Regions from separate parts of the Danio rerio genome. Here region 2 is linked to region 1. A link is a contact called in public Hi-C data. All regions are on one chromosome and are shown on one strand. Each heading gives the region's core, a stretch centred on a gene start, on an enhancer-like site or on the middle of the called end of the contact. The rest is flanking DNA. Distances are from core to core; before and after follow the strand shown. Region 1 overlaps egf (epidermal growth factor). Region 2 holds the start of lrit3a (info leucine-rich repeat, immunoglobulin-like and transmembrane domains 3a).

Region 1 (4,308 bases), core at 1,177-3,676:
TAAGTTGGTGGATTAATAAAGGGAATAAGCCGAAAAGAAAATGAATGAATGAATGCATCAATGTCGTTCTGCAGGTTTATCGGAGACATTCATAAATTTTCCTAGCAAATCTAACAAATGTTGGAGACATATTCATTACATAAATGTACTAAATCGCACTTCAGCAGTGTTTATTTGAGAGCGCACAAGAAAATCTGCGCTTGAGCATGCAAGAAGTTTTGTCCACAGAAAGAGGAAATTGGTGTGCAAGCACAGAGATTTGCATATTACATGAATGCATTCCTGACTTGTAACACTGCGCTCAAGACATTTGTCATTGAAATAACGCCATAGCTAGTTGGAAAATCTGTGTAAAAGGCACATCACAGCTTGAAAAAATGAAACACTGTAGCTTAAAATTAGCAAATAGTTGTTGAAACTAAAACGTTTTTATCTTTACTTTGGGTGTACCTTTTTAAGAACTACCTAATTAACTAATTAGATTTTACAATCTTTATTTTCTACATTACAGAAATCATGGGTTGCTTTGTAATTAGTGTCACCAGTGTGTATTACATAAACTTAACCCAGCACTTATTGTTCATGCATGCACATATGCACATATACCATACAAGACACTGAATGTGATTCACAGCCCAGCTATACCTACAGCAGTTATCTTTGTTCAAAAGCAAAGCAAATGCCACCAACATTGCTCAGTGTCTTTCAGATGAACATATAAATACAGGTGAAGTCAGTATTATTAGCCTCCCTGAATTATTAGAGCCCCTATTTATTTTTCCCCAATATCTGTTTAACAGAGAGAAGGTTTCTACAACACATTTCTAAACATAATAGTTTTAAAAACTCATTTCTAAAAACTGATTTATTTTACCTTTGCCATGATGACAGTAAATAATATTTTACTAGATATTTTTCATGACACTTCTATACAGATAAAGTGACATTTAAAGGCTTAACTAGGTTAATTCGGTTAACTAGGCAGGTTGGGGTAATTAGGCAAGTTATTTTATATCGATGGTTTGTTTTGTAGACTATCAAAAAAAAATAGCTTAAAGGGGCTAATAATTTTGTCTTTAAAATAGTGTTAAAAAATAATAACTGCTTTTGTTCTAGCCGAAATAAAACAAGACCTTCTCCAGAAGAAAAAATATTATCAGACATACTGTAAAAAATGTCTTTGCCCTGTTAAACATAATTTGGGAAATATTTAAACAATTAAAAAAAATCAAAGGGGGCTAATAATTCTGACTTCAACTGTATGTACTGCATTCTTTCCTCTCAATAACATAATTAAATGACAGCAATGAAAAAACGGCAGTTAAGAAAGCATCTAATCACAGTGATTTGGACATATTTGCACAAGCTCTGTAATTTACCAGCATCATTTCAACAGATGAGGTTATTAAAATTACACTTATAGGAGTTTTATTCTAAAATATTTTATTTAAGACTCAGAACAGATCTGGCTATATGAGGATATAGTTCAATAACTGAACACTTTTGTATGACACTTTGACTGTACAGACCACTGAAATTTTGGTAATGTGACAACCCTACTTTCACATACAGTACACAATGGTGTTTCTGCATTATGCTAAACTAATTTGTTTCTTGTGTCTTATATAATTGAAGAGAGGTTTTTAAGATCATGTGTAAATGTCAGACACATTTGATGTTCCTGGCAAAAACATACTCCATTAGTCCTTCCCATAAAATCAGTGTACAGCCTTTTCATAGGTAACATGGGAATGTTGAAGAAGGTCTAATTCTCTAAGTTTCATTACATTTATTTCTTATATTTCTAATAATAATGCAAATAATGCACAAAAATCTAAATGTACAATGTAAATGTACACAACAAAAATAATTCTTTTAAGATGGTTTCGAGAGCGAAATGTGATGTAATCCTAACTAATGCTTCACTCCAGGACCCCTTGTGCACTTTCACCTCTGCGGGTGGGATTATGGTCCTGACATCATAACGGGATTGTAGAGAGTGTCCCGTTAAGAAGGTTGAGTCCCACCATATGGCTACCTCAAACTCAATCATCAGCACTGGTGATGGAAGGGTTCACATTTCAGCATAAAAACACGTATTTTTTTGGAGGTGTCTGGATTTAGGTCTATATTCATATCTTCTTTATGTAGTGTAACTAATTTGATGCGAATCAAAGCACTATCATTGTTGTTATCAATCTGAGTAAACCTGTTGTAGACAGTCTTAATTGATTTCAGTGCTAGTGTTTTGTAAATATAGGATGATTGGATTTGGGATTATTGGGTGTCAGAATAAGGACTGTCTAACAGGCACATGGCCACGACAAAGAGGTGTTCATGGAAAAACTGAGGTGACTATTGATCATGTGAGGACAGGGCGTTTGGAAATGAAAGATTGAGGCCGTTGGCTTGAGTCTTTAGACCTGTTTGCGTTATCTGGTCATCCGGCATCAGGCTGTTCAGCCAGCATTTCACAATCTCCTGAAATGACCATACCATCCTGTTAATGCTTGGTTTAAGGAGGATACTGACCCTGAACGTCGTCAGCAAAAACAGACATGTTGTTAAATTGTCATTGAGATACTGTTAAAGACTTTCATACAGTGCTACTAATTCACAAGCATACAATATTTTATATTGCAAGAAAATAAATACAGTCAAGCCCAAATTGATTCATACTACAACTGATGAAATTTAATAAAGCATGAAATACTAAATATTAAATGTTAAGTAAATCCTCTCTTAACCATCTTTAATTTCCTCATTGTTGTATTAATTTTTGACATTTTCACAACATAATAGTTATGGAGTATAAATTCTATATACTTTATTGTAATTAAATTAAATTAAAGTAAATAATATTTTTTTCATGTATTTTAATTAATTTTATTTTTTATTTATTTTATTTTATTATCTAAATTTATTTTATTTTATATTATTATTTATTTTATTTTAATTTATTATTTAATGTATTTTAATTAATTTTATTTCAATTTATTATTTAATCTATTTAATTTATTATATTTTATTATTTAATTTAATTTAATTTAATTTAATTTAGTTTAGTTTAGTTTAGTTTAGTTTAATTTAATTTAAATAAATGTAAGTCAGTGGTTACAGGTTTTCAACATTTTTCTAATTAACTTATTTTGGGTTTAACAGAAGAATGAAAATAATAGTAAATAATGTAAATAATTTAATAATAGTAAATAATAACATAATTTCTATTTTTGGATTCAATATAACTTTTAGTAAATATTGTTTTGTTTAAACTTTTAAATTATAAAATACAGCAAAAATGCTTTAGGGGGTATCAAAAAAAGGAAATAAACTACAACATAATACATTTTGGTGAGTTTGTTTGTGTCAGAACAAATGGCCTGTCTTAACTTTTATCTGCATGTGTCTACAGAGAACAAGCCTTGTGTGGGGAAAGCTGTGGATTGTGATCATGCATGTGTTCACACAGCACAAGGAAATATGTGTGTGTGTCCTGAAGGATCTCTACTCAATCCTGATGGCCAATCTTGTACAGGTGTGTTTTTTTCTTCTTTATAAAATATGCTGCAATCCACATACTGTACTGTGACATGACAGTTTCCTTAACATCATCTGTGTGTTTCAGGCTGTTTGTCTGCAGATCGTGGCGGCTGCAGTCAGATGTGTGTGACTTTATATCCAGGCCGGTGGGTTTGTGAATGCCATCCTGGATACCAAATACAGCCTGATGGAAAACACTGCGCTGCCACTGGTGAGTCCTAGTCTTACAAACTTACTATCAGAGATCTTGATTTTTTTATGACCGTGTCCGATTGCAGATTTTTTACAAGCAAATTGTTGAATACTGTTTTAAATGTTTTATATAGCTTAAAATGAGTATATGAACAAAACAAAACAAAACTTTATGTTTGGCTGAACTTTCAGCAGTGAGTACATACATTAGTTTTAAGCTTAAACTAGATAGTACACTTTCATAGTAATGCAAAGTCTTGATGATCTAACTTTACCTTTGTGAAATTATGCCATAGGGCTGCACAATATATCGTTTCAGCATTGATATCGCAATGTAAACATCTGCAATAGTCACATTGCAAGCATGTGCAATGTTGATTTAATATGTTGGAATTATAGTTGAGCAAGAACCACAGTTCAGAACACATGAGATTTGTGGAGTTTAACCACAAAAGAGTGAAAGTGTATTATCTCTCTGTGTTTTAAGGCCTGTGACTGTAAACATTCAGGCACAAGAAAGTCTAAAGAATTCAAGTATAAGAAATTGTACAGTTTATACCTTTAAATGAAGAGTTA
Region 2 (4,308 bases), core at 784-3,283, 39 kb before region 1:
TTGGGTGTCAACTGACTGTATTCAGTGCCAGCCATCCAAAGGCAAAACAGTTGGCCACCTAGGGCCCCACCTTTCATGGGCCTCGTGGACACCTCTTCAACTAATTTATTGGGATCATGACGGTGTCAGAAGCAAAGAGCCAAATAGTATGTCTGAAATGTCAAAATAAATAAAAGTGTAATTTTGTGGAAACAAAAAGATACATAAATAAGAAATGAAATGTAAAATACTGTTATAAAAACTAATATATACACACATGCAACGTGGGGTTGGGGTTCTTCGTAGGGGTTGGACAATTTAATGCCTGGCTAAATTTGACCAGCCTGGTGGCCAATCTTCATTGATTGCAAATTCCACCAGTAAAGCTGCGGTCACTGTAGAGTTTGAGCTTGCGCAATTCTGTAGTATGAAGCTGCAAAAAGGAGCGGGAACAAGATGATTAGGCATTTAAAAAGTGCACGATTGGTCCATGTTTTAAATTCCTGTCCAGAGAGGTCATGTTTTAATCCTTGATTGGTCTCACACAGTCAAGTGATGCGATTTCACAGGTCAGAGTTCACCAAGCTTGAACTTTGCAACACAGCGAACTGCAAAATTTGTCGCACGAGCTTGCATTTCCAGTCTGACGCATTCACGTGCGTATGAATGGAAGTCTATGGGGAGAAAAGTGCAAATATGACCACAGCTTAAGAGCAGAGCATGAAGGTTTAATTATCTGAGTAATAGCAGTTTTGCTTAAAATATTGCAATGCACATAACATTATGGGTGTGTGACATATCAGAGTTCAAATAAGAACAAATTGTTTGTGCGCATCTCACTGGTGCATCTGAGACCAAGACAGTAAGTCATTGTGATGTAGCAATAGCCACAGTATCCAGGGTAATGTCAGCATACCACCAAGAAGGACGAACCGCATTGAACAAGATTAACTGTGCATGCAAGAGGAAGCTGTCTGAAAGGGATGTCCTGGTGCTAACACAGATTGCATCCAAAAAACACAAAACCACAGCAGCCCAGCCCAGTTATAGCTAAACCTTTGGTCACTTGTGCCAAGGGTAAATGTTGATAATGGTGCCAGCAGTGAAAATCTTGGGCTGTGGACAATCTGAAACATGTATTGTTCTCTGATGACTCTTCACTGTCTTTCCCACATCCAGGGGAGTTACGGTGTGGAGAACCCCCAAAAAAGCATAGCACCAAGACTGCTGCATGCCCAGAGTAAGGCATGAATCAGTGATGGTTTGGGCTGCATTTATCATTGCATTTCCTACGCCCAAAACTTGTGCTAGATGGGCATGTCACTACCAAAGGCTAAACCGAACAATTCTGGAGGATTATGTGCACCCAATGGTTCAAACATTGTATCTGGAAGGTGGTGTCATGCAAGATGATAATAGTGCACCAATACACAAAGCAAGACTGGTGATGGAGTGGTTTGAAAAACATGAAAGTGATGTTGAACATCTCCCAAGGCCTGCACAGTCACCAGATATAAATATGTTTGAGCCACTTTGGGGTGTAAATGAATGAGTCAGAGAAACGTTTTTCTTCATGGACAGGCCAATATTCTGCAAGACAAAATGTCTCAAATCCCTCTGGAAACTGTGCAGGACTCATTCCAAAGACGAACTGATGCTGTATTGGGTGCTACATCTTATTTATTGTGGTCTAAAACCAGGCGTTTAGTTTCATTGTTTAACCCTTATAATAATAATAATAATAATAATAATAATAATAATAATAATAATAATAATAATAATAATAATAATAAAATAATAATAATAATTACATTTATTGCACATTAAAACATTTATTCACATATTTCTATATTAATCGGATTCAGATTTCCATAAACGGCTTGTCATAAAAATCAGTTCCGCGCATGATGGAAAAGTGTCTAACAGCGGTCACGTGATGATGCCGAGAGAAACTTCTTCTTGTCATTAGCCGATTAGCGTGTGCCTGCAGAGCTTATCCTCCTCCTCCTCCAACTCTCTCACACACACACATACACAAATAAACTCATACACACTTCCCATCCCACCCTGTTCAACTTTAGTGACCTACTCAGCCTTGAGAAATCCTCTTTCTAATCTCGGTTGCCCCTCCCGGTCCCCGCGCTGCTCAGCTTCCTGCGTCCCTCTCCTCTCACCTGTTAGCATGCTAAAGGTGATGCCTGCCGGTACGGGCTTTTCTTGCGTTTTTTCGTTCTCGTCCAGGACTGATAAAGGGTTTTTTGTCCACTGATGTTCGAGTGGGGTCTGATGTGTGTGAGTGCGAGGATCCGTGGCTGTGCTTCGGCTGACTGAAGGATGTATCGTCTGCTGGTGGCGCAGGTTCTGCTGGGCTGCTGGAGTGTGGCACAACCTTTCTGCCCTTCCCAGTGCACATGTGTCTACCACGGCCGCAGCGACGGCACTGGCAGCAGGTACAGTAAACGCACTACTACACAACAGCATGTAATAAAATTTTAATAAATACGAACAAAATGGCAATAAAACTACAAATGTTAATAATAATAATTTAATAAAACTTCAACTCTTAATTTCATTTACATTCATTGTGTAAATCATGGTGGTGGTTCATTCCGCTGTGGCGACCCCTGATTAATAAAGGGACTAAGCCGAAAAGAAAATCAATGAATGAATGCATAAATTCAGGAATAAAATAGTAGACAAGCTATTAGATGGACATAAAGAAGAAATACAAGAGCTAAACAATATTTGAAAACTTTGTAGCTACAGATATTGCCCGTATATAGATACAATACATTAAAATAATATTTCCCCCATAAATATTAAACAAAATAACTAGACTAGATGTTGTTCAAAGTTAAGAATGGGTAGACTACATTTCATATAGTTAGCTAGAGGTTTTAATTTTGCATGGTTCTTGACACTTAAGTTATATAATTTTGAGCATAAGGCTTATATAAACATGTTCTTGCCTAATAGCCTTGTGCAGATAAATCTATTTATTTCCATTCACTCTTTACAGTTGTGTTTTATTTGTTAACTTTAATTATTGCATTTCTGTGCACTTATATTTAAATAGAATGTGACGGCATTTTAAAACGAAATTAAATGATCAAATGAAAGATATTTAGAGCATTTAGCATTTAATGCATGATTAATTTTGATAATATCTGGTAATGTTAGGTAATACAAATGCTGAATTCCATGTTAGTTTACGGTGCATTAACTAATTCTCAGATTCTTGACCTTTAAATAAAGTGCACAGTATTATTACTGCGAACAAAACTACTGTAGCTCTAGAATTATTTTTGTAGAAACTAATGTAGTTAAGTAAGGAAACCTTATTGTGGAGTTTTCCTTTTTTCCTGCGGACTACTTTACATGAAGTGTTACATTAATAGTTTTATATTCTCTTTATAATAACAACAACATTTTAAATAATACGTACTTGAAAATAAATGAATTAGGGTAGAAGTCATCCACTGTAATAAAAAATAGATTTAAAACTATCACGTGGGGTATTAGCTTGTGTTTATCTTTAGAGCTTAGCCCTAGAGTGTGAACATACACGCTAGGAAGCCATTTTTAATCATTTAGTAATTGAATTGTAGTGCAAGCGTAAATTATACATGTAAAAAACAAACAACTCCCTTCCTTTTACTCAGTGTTGTTTCAGAGGCAGACATTCCTCACATAGACAACCAAAAGTACTTGTTCAAACTACTTGTTTAAAAAGAGCTAAAACAATACAATTGGAGTGTTGTTGTTTTTTTTGAATACTTTATTAATTTTATTTTCAATCCACTTAAGTTTGTTAAAGAAAATAGTAATAATATTAATAAAATAAGATAACTTAATCATTTTATGTTGAGACAAAATGAAGGAATTGTGCTTGTGTAACTACACTGTAAAAATTACTTTTGCTGTTTGTTCAAACTACTTATTGAAAATGAGTTGAAACAACACAATTCTTGAGTTTTTTGGGGGGACAACTCAATTTTTTATGCTCAATCAATTCAAACTTAATAGATTTGTGTTGGGGCAAAGTGAAGGAATTGGATGGAACCCTGCATGTTTTACAGTGTAGCTCTTGGATTCCTTTTGAAATAACACAATTCAAATGAGTAGAAATGTGTGTCGTAATTAAATGGATTTACATCAATAATTAAATTTTTTTGAGTGCACTCAAACTGGCACTCAAAATTATTTAAAATAACAAGAGAGGTTATAAATGTTGATGTAAAATACTGAGATTTTAACTTGTTTTTTTGTTTCTTTACTGTTTTTACTTCTGCACTGTAAACATTTATAAGTCAGTACAACAACAAAAAA

The links. A called contact is a pair of places that touch in the nucleus more often than the background predicts.
Region 2: a Hi-C map of an unstated tissue shows a contact between it and region 1, with 7 times the contacts expected there. The contact joins the promoter of lrit3a here to the enhancer-like site in region 1. A contact is called at or near these places in 2 of 18 Hi-C or Micro-C datasets (caudal fin and an unstated tissue).

The regions. Positions count from the first base shown.
Region 1 is chr14:40,923,264-40,927,571 of GRCz12tu, reverse strand. egf (epidermal growth factor) reads left to right here. Exons shown (of 24, transcript NM_001365528.1): 8 at 3,413-3,535; 9 at 3,626-3,751. Among named protein-coding and RNA genes, the nearest start is that of egf, 19 kb to the left of the region's middle. Within about 2 kb of position 2,426, at least 3 of the 62 cell types and tissues checked have an H3K27ac peak or open chromatin away from gene starts, as enhancers often do.
Region 2 is chr14:40,961,397-40,965,704 of GRCz12tu, reverse strand. It overlaps lrit3a (info leucine-rich repeat, immunoglobulin-like and transmembrane domains 3a), which reads left to right and starts at 2,033. Exons shown (of 4, transcript NM_001128694.1): 1 at 2,033-2,429. The coding sequence starts at 2,314.